Linked DNA regions of Sus scrofa: region 2 is linked to region 1. The links are chromatin contacts, called in public Hi-C maps. All regions are on one chromosome and are shown on one strand. Each heading gives the region's core, a stretch centred on a gene start, on an enhancer-like site or on the middle of the called end of the contact. The rest is flanking DNA. Distances are from core to core; before and after follow the strand shown. Region 1 holds the start of LPIN3 (lipin 3). Region 2 overlaps LOC110257407 (a long non-coding RNA gene).

Region 1 (7,387 bases), core at 1,309-3,808:
TGTGGCAACATTAGGCAGGAGGCTGTGGCCAGCAGCAAACCCCATGTGCTGGGTCCTCCTTGGCTGTTTGGCCAGGCACGGGGACACCAGCTCTAACAAATTAAAAAAAAAAAAAAAAAAAAAAAAGATATCCAGTTAAATTGGAATTTCAGATGTTAATGAACAATTTCTTAGTATATTCTAAATATTGCATGGGACAGCTTACACTAAAATTTTTTTTGCTATTTATCTACAATTCTAGTTTAATTGGGCATCCTTTATTTGCTAAATCTGACCATCCTGGCCAAACATCAACTGCCCAGGGCCCAACCCAAAGCCTGGATCCTGGAGGCAGCAAGTGCGGTTTCCTCTGCCTCTCTCCCCACCTTCATCGGAGCCCCCAGTGCTGCCCATGACAAGTGGTCACAGCTTCAGGGTCCTCCCACTTCATGCCAGTTTTTACCCAGCAAGAAAGTAGTGGAGCACAGTGAATAATCCTTGGGTCTGTGACTTAAAGCACATATGGCGACCAAGTTCCATAAAGAAGGAGGTGCCACCTACACTGATGGGTTCTTCAAAAAACAAGCAGTGGAGAGTATCAAGGGAGAAGAGAACATTGCCTCTATCCTTAACCCCAGAAATGGACAGACACAAGCGCTCATGCTGCTTCCATGCTCAGTGGACACCTTGGAGATGGTGACATAAACCACAAGCTAGAACAGGGTGGTTCCCTGCCTCGTTCATCGCAGTTGGGTGTTAGGACAAGTCATACTACCAGAGGCTGCTTCTGCCTTCCCCACCCCCAGAATCATCAAATCCCAGATGATGCATCGTTCCGGAAACAAGCCTGTCAGAAATCCAATGTCTGCAAAAACCTTTATATCAACTTTTTTTTCTCTAATCAATAAAAACAACTTGTGCTCCATTTTTCTTAATGTGATAAACAGTTGAACACCGAGTGTGTGCCCTGCGCTGTGTTCAGTTTTATTTAGCTCCAGAGTTCTCAGCCTTGGCTGCACATTACAATCACGTGGAGAATTTTTTTTTTTAATTTCCGTACCCAGGCATCAATATTTGCCAAGGGCATGTGATTTCAATGTGCAGTCAAGGTTGAGAGCCACTGATTTCGTTCATCCTATTTGATCCTCACAATACAATCCTGCAAGGTAGATTTTTATCTCCATCTTACAGATGAGGAAACTGAGGCTCAAAGTGGTAGAGTTACTGCAGCATCTGCAGCCATAAACTCTGATCCTTCCTTCCCAGGCTCCCTGGAGGCATTCCTGATGTTTCTGGTGTTTTGCCATTGAATAATCGTGGTCATATACAACATGCTTCCACAGCCACGTTAGTGGCATGGCTCTGCCCTCTGGCCCCTTGAGATAGCTCTACTCCCAACAGGCTCTTCTGAGATACCAGCCAGACACCGCCTGGCTTCAGGACTGACACCATATGACTTTTGCTAAAGCAAGGACCCCTGAGGACTGTCACTTCCAGCCAGGTCTTGTCATCCTGAGTCACAGAACAATAGCAGCCACCTTTCCACCACCCAGTACTCCCCATCACCCAGTACTTTCTAAGCCTGGTTCTTTGCCATTGATTGTGCCCCAACCCTCTAAACTTTTCCTGGGATCCCTCCCTCTTTTACTGCAAACTCCCTCACCTCCTGACCTTTCTCACATCATCCTCTTAGCAGAGACTATATCCTTACAGGTTTCTGGAGACGCCTTTGATCCGGGACAAGCCGCGAGCCATAGATCCAAAGGATAAAACCGTCCCCTGGCCCAAGCCACACACGTGGTTTGTGGGCCCATCGATTCTTCAAATCTTCCCGCGTCGGGGCTCACCTGTTCCCCTCCTGGCGCCTGCCAGCAGAGAGGCTGCTCAGCTGAGCCAGAAGACTGGTCATCGCCTGCCCTCATCTGGCCGATGGAAGTATTGCCCCCGCTTCCACTCTACCAGTGTGATTCGCTGGATGGAATGGAGAGTGGGCATTTATTGAGCTCCTGCTGTATGTTAGGCACTGAACTGGACGCTGGGGTGTAAGATGAACGCAACCAGCTCTCAGGGAGTACAAATTCAAAGAGGCAGACAATAACCAAACAGTTATTCAAACAAATATGAAATTCCACATGGGATATGTGAGTGTATGATACGGGGTCCAGTCCAGCTTGGGAGGTGGGGTTGGGTGTCAAAGCTGCTCCCAGGAGGGGACATTGGAGCGCCAGGTGCCTCACAAAGTCATTCCATGTACTTTCGAAAATCCTGCAAGGTGGCTCTCCCTTGCCGAAAGTCGACTTAGACTGGGGAAAGAATTTCCCGCAAAGCCGAGGAGGCTTTCTTTGGTCTGTAGCTTTCGAAAGTCCCCGCTTTCCCGCCGCTCCCGGAGGTGGGGCCGGCGACAGGCCTCTGAGACTTTCCGTCCAGGAACGCTGGGGCGCGGCCGGCTGGAGCCCGAGCCGGAGTGGGCGGGGCCCGGGGCCTGGCGGGGCCCCAGCTTCTATAGGTGAAAGGGCGTCCCAGGCCGGCGGCGAGGGGGAGGGGGGACTGGGCGGGGCGGGCTCTCTTCGGAGGGTGGAGTCTAGACGGATTGGGACCAGCGGAGGCCGCCCTTGGCTCATGGAAGGGGCGGAACCGGGATCTCACCCAGTCCGAGAGGAGCCGGAAGTGCCTGGTGAGGGCAGTGCCGAAGACACTTACGCGCTGACCCTGTGCACTCAGGTAGAGGCCGCGGCTCGGGGTCCGGAGGTCCAGTGGGCAGCTCCCCAGGTAGGGCCCAACCAGGGCCAGAGACGAAGTACCCCTCCCCTGCCCCGCCCATCTGCCCTGCCAGGCCCGGACCTGATCTAGCCATCAGAAGGGAGCTCCAGGGTGGAGGGGCCGGCCTGACTTCACCCCTCTCCCCTACCCAGTGGCTGCGAGGCCCCCGGACATTCAGAATGTGGGATCAGGAGAAAATGCCATGTGAAAACCTCTGAGAAGAAAAGTATCGGAGTTCCGTCCTGGCTCTGTAGAAACGAATCTGACTAGTATCCATGAGGACACAGGTTCGGTCCCTGGTATCGCTCCGGGGGTTAAAGATCCAGCGATGTGGTGAGCTGTGGTGTACGTCGCGGATGTGGCTCTGATCCTGCTTTGCTGTGGTTGTGGTGTAGGCCAGCAGCTGTAGTTCTGATTCGACCCCTAGCCTGGGAACCTCCACATGCTGTAGGTGTGGCCCTAAAAAGACAAAAAGACCAAAAAAAAAGAAAAAAAAAAAAAAAAAGGAAAGAAGAGTATCACCCCAGCTTCACCCCAGGCTGACTGTGACTTTGGGGAAGACACCCATCCTCTCTGCTACTGAATGTCCTCAGTTGCAGTCTCCTGCCGGGAGACTGGACAGGGCAGACGCAGCAGCGGTGAAGGGTGCTGACAATCCTGGGTGGAGCGTTCTCCCTTCCAGGACCATGGCAGGGCTTTTCCTGCTGCTCCCCTCTCTGGTCCTAGATAGAGGGCCGCACCCATACCCCTCCCTGAATCTGGGAGCCCAGAAAGGCTGAGGCCTCACATCCAGGGCAGCTTGTTCCACCTTCCCTGTGGTGGGGTTGTCTGCAGGCCTGGGAGGTGTGTGGATGCACCCAGAGTGGACTGTGAGGCCTGTCTGGAGCAAACAGGCATTGGGTGCAGGGCCTTGAATGCCAAGTTAAGAAGTCTAAATGGTCAAGGTAGGGCAGGGGCAGTGCACTGGAGTCTGACCTGTAGTGCCCTCAGGACTAGCCTGTGTGAGTGGGGCTGTAAAGATTCCAAGAATAATGCTGCTCCTGATGGGCGGTGCGGGTGGGCATTGACTGTGTGCCGCTGCTTTACACACATTATGTCCTCAATTACTCATGCACCCCTTATGTTATCCCCATTTCAGAGGCTGAAACCCAGGCTTAGAGAAGTGAAGTGACTTGCCCAAGGTCACAGCTAATGTCAGAGAAGGGATTAGAATCCAGACAGTTGGGAGTTCCTGTCGTGGTGCAGCCATTAACAAACCCGACTAGTATTCATGAGGTTTGACCCCTGTCCTAGCTCACGGGGTTAGGGATCCGGCATTGCTGTGAGCTGTGGTGTAGGTCACAGACATGGCTTGGAAACCATGTGCCTGTGGCTGTGGCTGTGGCGCAGGCCGGTGGCTAGAGTTCCAATTCGACCCTTAGCCTGGGAACTTCTGTAAGCGGCAAGTGTGGCCCTAAAAGCAAAAAAGAATCCGGACAGTCCGCTGCCACCCAGGATGTGGGCATTGGTAATAAAGCATTGCCCTAGGACAGCAGAAGGTGAGAGGAGGGGCTGGATGAGCAGGAAATTGGGGAACAGGATGCAGAGGGCTTGGGAGGGAGGGTATCCCTGAATCCTTGGAGGAATTCACCTGACCAGGTCCCCCAGGAAAAGATGAGGTGTTAGATTCTAGACATGTTAGTTTGGGGGTGAAAGGCACCATAGGGGAGCCAAGCAGAGCTCGCCTCCCTCTGGAGCAGACTGAGGAGGCAGAGCTGGTCCTGGGATGGGCGACGCCTTCAGGGATGGGCACAGGTAGAGGGGAGGAGCCCAGGCTTGGCTCACAGGAGTTCCCTTCCCACCTCCCCACCCAAATGCTGAGCAGGCAGAGATGGGGGCCTCCACTTGCTGAGGGGGGAGAACAAGCGGAGGAATGAATTCTTGGCTTCCATGACAGCAGAGCTGAGAAGGATCTGAGGAGTCCTGGCCTTGTTTCCTAGAAGGGGAAGCTGGGGCCGGCAAGTTACCTTGCCTGAGGACATTCCATGGGTAGAACAGAGTAGGACCCAGGTTCCACCTCTGCCCTTCAGCCCTTTCTACTTCAGTGGCTCTCACATGGGGGCAGTTTTGTCCCCCAGGGGACATTCGACAAAGTTTGGAGACGATGTGGTGGTCACAGCTGGAGAGAGGGTGCTACTTGGCCACTAGCGGGTAGACCAGGAAGGCTGCTAAACATTTTACAGCACTTGCCGCCAACCCCGCAACAAAGAATTATCCAGCCCCAGACAGCAGTGATGCTGAAACTGAGAAACTCTGGATGAGGGGAAGCTGAGCCTGCCCCCCACCCCGCACTTGCCTCCCCACCTGCCCACCACCAGTTCTTTGGCCCTCAGCAGGGCAGAGAGCTCAGGCTTGGGAATCCAACTGGGCAGATCTTTGTCCCCACATCTAGGGTGCCCCTCCTATGCTTGCTCCTTTATCCCCAGAAGCTTCTGGAATCTTCTCTGCATTTCCTGGGCACAATGGTCTAAAGCCCTGCCCACCACACATCTCTCCTTGTCAGTTGGTCTGTCTCCTCAGACCCATATTCAGACTTGGGTGGGATGGAGAAACCAAAGTAGGAATTTTCACCTGGCACATAGCAGGTGCTTTGCAGATAAAAGATTTATTCAATCTGAGTGACATTTTAGGGATCCAAAGAGTTCTATTTTATCCCATTTAGCAATTCTCATGAGACCTTACATTTTGAAACTCTCTGTTTTGGGGGGGGTTTGCTTTTTAGGGCCGCACCTACAGCATATGGAGGTTCCCAGGCTAGGGATCAAATCAGAGCTGTAGCCGCCAGCCTATACCACAGCCACAGCAACACCAGATCTGAGCTCCATCTGCAACTTATGCTGAAGCTTGAGGCAACACCAGATCCTTAACCCACTAAGTGAAGCCAGGGATCGAACCTGCATCCTTGTGGATACTAGTCAGATTCTTAATTGGCTAAGCCACAACTCCAAGCTCTGTTTCTAACCAGCTCCCAGGTGATGCTGGGCCCTGGACCGCATTTGAGTGGTGAGGCGTTACAAGACTGTGTAGAGGTGGGCTGCGGCTGGGCGGCCCTCTCTGAAGACAACTGTGGTGTGCTTTGGGGCCCATGGAGTGGAAGGAAGCGTGGTATGGAGTCAGGAAACCAGGCTATGAGTCATCGCTCCCTCCCCCCATCATCTTAATAGGGTTTGGACAAGTCACTTGACTTCTTTGGGGGGTGATCTTGTGTGGCAGGCAGACCTCCAGCAGTTCTGGTGCTGGAGCAGAGGGAAGTGCTCCTGTGGGACAGCCTGGGTCCTGGAAGCCAGAGGGGCAGTAGAATGGCCCACAGGGAAGGGGCGATGAGCCGGAACTGGCGGGGTGGCAGCATGCTAGCACAGAGGTGGCTCTCATCATGGCCCTGGTTCTTCTCTGCAGCTGCTACAGCCTCCTGCCTCTGACTCACCCAGCTGCCTCTGGCTCACCCAGGGCTCTGCCTGGTGTGGGAGAGCTGGAGGGACTGGTCTGTCTGGCTTGGGGAAGTAGGAACAGCTTTGATGAACCAGGGGCCAGTCCAAGGCCTGAATGCAGGTCTGGGAGTGGGAGTCGGGGCTGAGAACTATGACCTAGAGACACTGGGGTCATGTTGTGGCCATGGATGGGCTTCCCACACATCTCAGGGAAACTGAGAAGGGCTTTGGAGTTTGGGTCCACCTATAGGGGATGCCCTATGTCAAGCAGCTGAGAGGTGGGCAGAGCTTTAGGTTCCCCCCACAGATCAGCCACCAAGGCCCAGCAAGGCCCCTCCCAACTCCTAGGACCAGGAGGCAGCAAGACAGCTGAACCCATTTCTCAGATGGAAAGAGAGGCTCCCTCCTTTCCACTTCCTGGAAAGAGATCAGCTTTCAGGACTGTCGCCTATTACCCAGCAGGGCCCTGGGCATGATCTAGCTTCAGGCTGCCCCTTGCTGCACCCTCCAACTCCCTGTTCCCCCAACTGGGCCATCCCAGTGGTTCCCACTGAGGGCTCTGCAATCACACAGGCCTGGGTGCCAATCCTGCCTCCTCTCCTGACTAATTGTGAGATCTCGGGCTAGTCACTCCACCCCTCTGAGCCTCAGCTGGCTTGTCCATAAACAGGGATAATGCCACCCTCCCAGCCAGCCTCACAGGTTGTGGGGAGGATGAAATGAGCCGTGCCACTGAGCACCATGGTCATTGTCATTACTCATGGCATTTAGAGGCTCACGGTGCTGGGGGTTGCCTTACTCAGTGCCCTGATTTGACAGATGCAGGCGTCGGCACCTGGAGAAGGGAGGTGGCTGTCCAAGATTAGACTGGATTAGAACCTGCATCCACAGGTACTCCTCCGCCCGCATCACTGCTGCCCGTCTGTGGAGGCGTACCGAGGACCACGCACCGTGAGTCTGGGGCCCTGGGAGGGTCAGGCCTCAGGCCATGGAGCCTCCCCTCGGAGGGTGGTGGGGCCAGGCCTTGGTCCCAGCACTGCCTCCGTTTCCCAGCACAGCCATGAACTACGTGGGGCAGCTGGCGGAGACAGTGTTTGGGACAGTGAAGGGACTCTATCGGGGCCTGAACCCGGCCACTCTGAGTGGGGGCATTGATGTGCTGGTGGTGAAGCAGGTGGACG
Region 2 (7,387 bases), core at 1,564-4,063, 340 kb after region 1:
ATGTTCAACCTAATCATTAAAAAATGGGGCTAGTACTTGGTATTTTATAGTTCATTATAATTCCATTTTTTTCTAGAAATAAACTCTTACTTACACAAGTATTGGTGTACAATGCATTGAAACCAACCAACCAGCCAACCACACCAGGCCTGAATAAACAGTCTGAGATGCATTGCTCTACCTTAATGACAATTGATATGTGAACTGGAGATCATCACTTGCCACCTGCCTCTACAGGGATTGAATCATGAACCACTGCAGCTGCTGACAACTCAATACGCCCTGAAAGGAGTTCAGGGTGGAGATCAGGAGTGAGGCTTTGGAAAACTGGCAAAACAGGTCTTCAGATAGTTAGATATTTTCAGGCGGAGATTTTATGAGCCCAATTCTTGCACCTCCTCATATCTAGAAAAGCACAAAAATCTTTCACAATGACGTCTGCCCCTCGTGACTAGCAGTAAACTTTACAAGACCAGCAGAAATCTTCTGCAAAATGTATGTGCTTGAGTGCACGTACCTCCCCCTTCACCAAAATCACATCTATACTGACCTTCCCCCCTACCTCTTCGGAGTGGTTTTTCAGAGCTATCTGAAATACTGCCTCCCAAGCTATAGTCTTCATTTTGTCCCAAATACAACTTAATTCTTGACTTTTATATTGTGCATATTTTTTTAAGTCAACAGATATCTATGTGATTTTTTTTTTCTACAATGTATAAGTTTTCTTGTTCATTGGAGATCTTGTACTTTACTCCTAAAATATTAATGTCCAGCTTGGGTTCTCCAGAATTGTTTTATTTGATTCGGATATTTACCTTGCATATAAAGATGTGGCTATTCTCTGCAGGCATTTCCCCTAGAGACACATGCAAATGTAGCTGAAATTTCCTGTTGGTAAACAGCAAGTCTTTAAATCTAGAATCAGGTGATTGACATACAGACGCCTAATAAATTGGATTGCTTTCAGAGCAATATCCTTTCCAGTTAACTGTTAATTGACCAGTTTGGTGCTTTTCTTTATCAAAAATATCATATGGTATGTAAAAAGACTAGATAGGGCTTAAGGTATTTCATAGACCTTTTATAGGACAAATGAACCTTATGCTGTAGGAGATGAGAAAGATGTAAATTAAAAAAACATCATGACAGTAAGAGAACACAATCAAACCAAATCTCCCCTTCAGTGTCTGGCAGCACACTCCCCGAGAAGTTTCAGGCTGTGTGTGGTCTCCACCTAGGGCTCCAAAGTCTTCTTAATGGACTTTGTGACAGCGGGTTCCCAGTTTACCTGGGATTCTGTCTCTAAGCTACAGCACTGCTATTAGAGGCCCACAAATGTGTTTTGGATTTCCTTTCCCCCTCATGAAAAAAACTTTTTAAAAATGCCATTTTTGAAACCAAATTACTTACTGATTTCCAGGATCCTCTTACACCTGCCACTTCTCAAGGGACTTTTGGTGGTATAATCTTTTAATTTTTCTGGAAGCCTAGCAAAACACAGCCAACGGCTGTTTTTCTATCAGAAACACGTACTCTTTCCAACAGCATGCTTTTTAAAAAACTTTAACTTGCTGAGTTCCTTTAAAACTTTTAACTTATAGCAATTTAGCGTCTTTGCCACGCTTTTTTCTATTTCCTATTTCATTCCTTATGTGTTACTTAACATTCATTTGAGTCTTTGAGGTATATGAAATTAGAGGAGGCCGATACCGAAAAAGAGATGGGTTCTTAAAAAAGATGGGTTCCGGGACTTAAGTTTTTGAGGCGGCAAGGTGATGGATGAAGACAAAGTAGCCAAATGAGAACAGAGCGTGAAAAAGGTCCCTAAAGATGAGGCGCACCAACAACTGATGAATGATTTATCCAGCAAAACTTTGAAGCAAGTCGAACTCCTCAATTTGGCTGCTGCAGAGGCCAAGGTAGGAGAAAAGGTTGGCGAGGTCCTGCAAAGCCAAGTTCAAATACATGCAAATATACGGTCGGTGCTGTGATTGGCCAGCAAGGGCTGCTCAGGGAAAGAGAAGACCAGTTGAGGAGTCGAGGCGGCGGCAGCAGCTCAGACCACAGCAGGGCACTCCACCCTCCCGCAGCGCAGGCGAAGCCAAAGCCCGAGCTGAAGCCCCTGGGCAGCGGACTGCGCAGGTCACGTGACAACCCCCGAGTCCGGCCCTAATTGGCTATCAAACCTTGCAGCCTCCCTTCCACTATTTCCCAGAAATATTTTTGGAAACTACTTTTCCCATAGGGTCTTGCGGCCCTGATTACTTCGCCCTGATTTCTTCCCGGTGATTTCTGGAGGCAGTGCTGGGCTTGTCCAGTATTCACGTGGACCTCAGCAGGCGCCAGGAGGACAGATACCTCCAGGATTAAAACATCCCGCTCTGTGGAGGCGGGGAAACCAAGCCGCCGCGGCCCCTCCTTTTGGGCAGAGGTCTCTGGGAAATGCAGTAACTCGAGGGCCTCCGCGTCCGGCCGCGTCTCTCCCAGTCCTGCGGGTTGGAGTGCAACGGGAACTAGTGGGAAGAGGAGGGGCGCGGCAGATCTTCCACACTGGCTCCTCCCCGCCAGCAGGTGGCGCTGCGTCGGAGCATCCACTCATCTACCTCCGAGTTGTCCCAAACGGGAATTTCCCTTCAATCCCGTAGTCCTGGAGTTCTCCAAGCATAGATTTTGATTAAGCAATTTTTAGAGAAATTTGTTGAGAAATGGGGCACCCTATTTTAAAAGAAAGGAACGATAACGGCCCCAAATTACCCCCCGGCTCTTGCTGCTCATCGGATGCATTGTGAGGGTGCAAAGAATCATGGCGCTGCGTATACGGGGGATCCATTTTATGCCAGGACTTGCATCGGGCAGTGACTTCCGCCCCTAGGGAGCGACAGCTGTTCTTCCAGCTCTTTTCAGTGGGTAGCTGGTCTTCGGGGCTGTCACGGCTGTCCCCTAACCCTATTGTTTCTGCCTTGGCGGGACATTTGTTCTGCTTAGCTGCAGGGGTATTGCCCTCATTTTACGGGTTGGAAAACTGAGGGTGGATGAAGACTATATAGCTAGTAGTGTAGTCGGAACTCAGTACAATCGAAACTAAATCTGATTGTTGTCTCAAACGTGATGTCCACGTCGTGTGATGGTAGTCTCCTTTTCTTAGTTTCTCTTCTACTCCCTTAACCACCGTTATTCTGGCTATTTGGACAGTCTCATCTATCCTGCATTTATTGAGAGTGTGCTGAGTGCCAGACATTGTGCTTGGTGCTGGGTGCTGGGTGCTGGGGATGCAGTGTTGAATGGGCCAGACATGACTCCACCCTCGTGGAGTTTACAGTCTAATAGGGGAGGGGTCAGGAGACAGACATTGATTATATAACATAAATAAGAATAAAATTTCAAATTGTAGTGAATAGAAAAAAGAAACTGATTGTTAAAGATAGAATAATGGAGGGAGCCATAAGTGAAATGGAGAGATTAGGGAAAGGAAGAAATGTTTGGTTTAAGACCTGAAAGCTGATAAAAAAGCTCCAGGAGAAGAATAATCCAGGCAGAGGCAACAGCAAGTGCAAAGGCCCTGAAGTGGGAAACAAGTTAGTATTTTATTAGTCAAGGAACTGAGAATTTCCTGTGACTGGAGGATAGTGAGGTAGGGAGAGACTGGAGCAAATTGAGGTTGGCCTTCCTTTCTCCAGTTATCTTTCTTCTAAGCCATCCCATACTGGTTATATAGAAATCTTTTCGTAGCTCAAATATTATTTTACTCCCTTTAGAGGCTTGGCGTCCCCTACAAGTCAGACTCCTTAGGCCTAGTGCTCAAGGACCTTCAGAACTAGACTTTGCTTCCTAGTCTCCCTTTTTGGCAAATGCTGTTTCCTCTGCTTCTCATGCCTTCTTCAGTATGCTTGCTGAACAGACAAAATTCTATTCATCTTCCCTGGCTTGGCCAGAATATCACCTCCTTTGTGCTGTTCCCTCTGTACACTCTCAACTCACTTCTGGTACCCTGGCTTTTTAATTATGGGTTTGCTTACCAAGCTCTACCATGAGACAGGGAATGCCTCCTCTCGGGAACTTGTTTTCTCTCTCTCTGTGATGCAGGACATGAGGCCAGGCAGTATTTTCAGATTAAATATCTATTGAGAGAATGAGTGAAAGAGCTAGCCATCGCTAGCCTCCACCTGGTACCTGATGAGAAGATGACCCGTGGCTCCTATTCATGGCAGAGGAGATTAGCATCTCAAAGGGCCAGAAGGCATGGGTAAGAAATCTGCTCTTTTCTTGGCCAGGCATTGTCTCATCCACTGTCTCATCTAGTCCTCATAACATTTGTGGGTCTTGGCTTCTCTTTTGCCGGCAGGAAAACTGGTACCCAAAGACTTGTTTAAGGATCACCCCACTAGTCATGGGGAATCTGGAATAGGAACCTAGATCTTTCTGACCTTGAAAGTTGAGCCCTCTGCTACTTCCTCTACTTCCCTGGGCCCTATTCTGGCACCATTTACTGGCATAGACATCTGAAAAGATTAAGGAACTGATCTTCAAATGTCCTCTGTCTCAGAAGGGCCATTTGTACCTCTGAGGATATCAGATCTGGAACAGCCAGGGAGCTCTGCCCCTTCCAGAAACCAGTGACTCATACCTCTCCTTGCTTATGTCAGTTTTCGAAGGGCCTAGAAGAACTGGTAAGAGGCAGAAAATCCAGGCAAGGATGCTCTTGGCCAATGCTGTCCAATAGATCTCTCTGAGATGCTGAAGCTCTTCTGTCTCTGCACTGTCTGATATGGTAATATCTCAAGGCCTGCTTAGATGGTAGCTTCCTGACTCTAGGCTGTTCCCAAGACAGCTCAACCTAAAACTTCAGACCCTGGGGCCACATCTTCAGGGATCCTCCAGATCCAAGCTATACCTTAGCTGCAGCTCAGGCTGTGCCCAAGAACACACATCTGGGTACAGACAAGTGCAATGTACATGGCTCCTGGATATGGCCAGTGCCTTGCTGATCCTGTCCCCTCAGTGTTCTGCCCAGAGCCTGGCCTAGAGCAGATGCTAGGTTAGCGCTGTGAATAAATGAACTTCTCTTCTCTTTCCCAGGCTGGAGCTCTCTCAGCTTCTGCGATTGGCTTCAAAAATCTCTTCCTATCATTTTGGACTAATGGCATTTGTCATCCAGTGAAGGTTAGTGAAACCAATGTTTGATAACCACCTCCTCCACCCTGACCCTTTGTGGATGTGCCAAGAGGCAGCTGCAAAACCGGTGAGTAATAATTCCTTGGAAACATGCTGGATCCAGCATTTGTGTGTGTGTGTGTGTGTGTGTGTGTGTGTGTGTGTGTGACAAACTGAATTTTTATTTTGAAACCTTGAGTGCAAAGTGAAAGCTCAAATGAGCACCTGCTATATATGGTTAAAGGCAGTGTGGTTCTGGGGAACAAGGACTGGTCTCAGAGTCATCCTGGACCTGTAAGTAACAGGCTCTATGACCTTAGACCAGGTGTTCAGTGCCTCTGGGCCTCAGTTTTCTCATAGTAAAACAAAAACATTAGACTCTAAGCTTCTTCCTCTGGTTAATGTGAAGTCTTAAAAAATGGCTGGTGGAGTTCCCGTCGTGGCGCAGTGGTTAAAGAACCCGACTAGGAACCACGAGGTGGTGGGTTCGATCCCTGGCCTTGCTCAGTGGGTTAAGGATCCTGCATTGCTGTGAGCTGTGGTGTAGGTTGCAGATGTGGCTTGGATCCCGCGTTGCTGTGGCTCTGGCATAGGCCGGTGGCTACAGCTCCGATTGGACCCCTAGCCTGGGAACCTCCATATGCCGAGGAAGCAGCCGAAGAAATGGCAAAAAAAAAAAAAAAAGGCTGGTTACATCTGCAGTCAACCCATATCAAGTACCTTTCAGATGATTCAAGTGATCTTCTCCCTGCATTAGGTCTATTTTCCTTGTTTAGTTTTTCTAACAACCTTCACTTAACTCTTCCACTGCCAATACCTTCTTCATTTGCCAGGTCTTTGCTGTTTTTTGGCTTCTTCGGATTCTAATAAATCATGTCAAATTCCAGCCATTGAATCACCTGCTCCTTAGCCCTGCCTGGAGTTTCTATAATTCCCAGCAGTCTCAATTCCCTGACAAAGTACAGAGACCTGTTTTGGTCTCCCTCTTCCATTCACCACCCCTCCCCTTCCCACTTCTCTGAAAAATCAGGGAGGTTTCTATTCTGGCAGTTATGAGTCTCACCACTAGATGGCACATGTGTGCAAGTCATCATATCTTTGGACACAAATTTATTTTAGTATGTATATATACTCCATTCCAATCCACAGAAGCTTTGAGAGGAATTATAAAAGTACAAAATATACAAAAGGATAAAGTGGAAAGTTTGAGGGATTGGAGGGAATAGAGAACAAGTAGAAGAGATAACTCCAGCGTGACATTAGCTCAGGGAGATGGGTGCCAGCAGAGGCTTAAGTGGTTGGCTCTGAGCTCCCGAATAGCCAAAGTAAGGAGGGAAACATGAGTAGTAACAACGTTTCAGACTTTATGTGCAAAAACCAAAGTGGTTATCCAGGAGAAACACAGCTTTTTCTGACCTGGAGACCAGAGAGATATTTTTCCTGTGAGTTGTCAGAGAGAGGACACTTAATATGAAACAAACACTGATGACTTAATTGGAGCTGCTCCTACAGTGTCCTTCTATGCAGGCCTAAGTTGGGATGCTGAAGGAGGATTGAGGAGAGGTAGTTCTCTGGGGTTCAAACACTGGGTTTCCAGGACAGTGAATTTACTGCTGTGTGCCTTTGTATTTTCAAACAGTGAAATTGGCATGCACCCCTGTCTTCCTGACTGGGGTTTGAGTGGAGTTTGGGGGGAAGAAGCTCTCCTTGGAAGCTGTGGTAACTAGTCTCCAGGAGGGGTCCCCAATGACCCCTGCTCCTGGTTTCCTACTCTCTGGTACCATGTGGGTGGAGTCCCCACTCACATGGTACCAGAGACTGGACTGTATGACCGACAGAATACAGGAAAAGTGATGGTATGTCACTTCTGAGATTAGGTTGCAAAAGACATTGCAGCATCTCTCTTGGTCTCTGTCTCTATCAGAGTATTTGCTCTGGGGCAAGCCAGCTGCCATGTCACGAGGAGCCCTATGCAGAGACCCATGTAGCAAAGAGCTGAGGCCCCCCTGGCAACAGCCAGCATCAGCTTGCCAGCCACCTTAGAAGCAAATCCTCCAGCCCCAGTGAAGCCTTCAGATGACTGTAGCATCTACTGATGCTTAGAAACCTTGCAAGAGACCCCGAGCCAGACCATTGAGCTAAGTCAGTCCTTAGTTTTGTGAGATAATGGATGCTTGTTATTTTAAGCTGCTAATTTGGGGGTGAATTTGTTACACAGCAATAGATAGCTAACACA

Evidence for each region. A called contact is a pair of places that touch in the nucleus more often than the background predicts.
Region 2: a Hi-C map of liver shows a contact between it and region 1, with 7 times the contacts expected there. The contact joins two enhancer-like sites. A contact is called at or near these places in 1 of 47 Hi-C or Micro-C datasets (liver) and 1 of 2 datasets of contacts at active chromatin or transcription factors (alveolar macrophages).

What each region holds. Positions count from the first base shown.
Region 1 is chr17:43,986,688-43,994,074 of Sscrofa11.1, forward strand. It overlaps LPIN3 (lipin 3), which reads left to right and starts at 7,023. Exons shown (of 22, transcript NM_001141986.1): 1 at 7,023-7,157; 2 at 7,260-7,387. The coding sequence starts at 7,267. Within about 2 kb of position 2,559, at least 47 of the 83 cell types and tissues checked have an H3K27ac peak or open chromatin away from gene starts, as enhancers often do. A contact at or near this core is called in alveolar macrophages and liver, where this site is marked.
Region 2 is chr17:44,328,603-44,335,989 of Sscrofa11.1, forward strand. It overlaps LOC110257407 (a long non-coding RNA gene), which reads left to right. Exons shown (of 4, transcript XR_002339966.1): 1 at 1-3,127; 2 at 4,084-4,243; 3 at 5,077-5,239. Among named protein-coding and RNA genes, the nearest start is that of CHD6, 67 kb to the left of the region's middle. Within about 2 kb of position 2,814, at least 57 of the 83 cell types and tissues checked have an H3K27ac peak or open chromatin away from gene starts, as enhancers often do. A contact at or near this core is called in alveolar macrophages and liver, where this site is marked.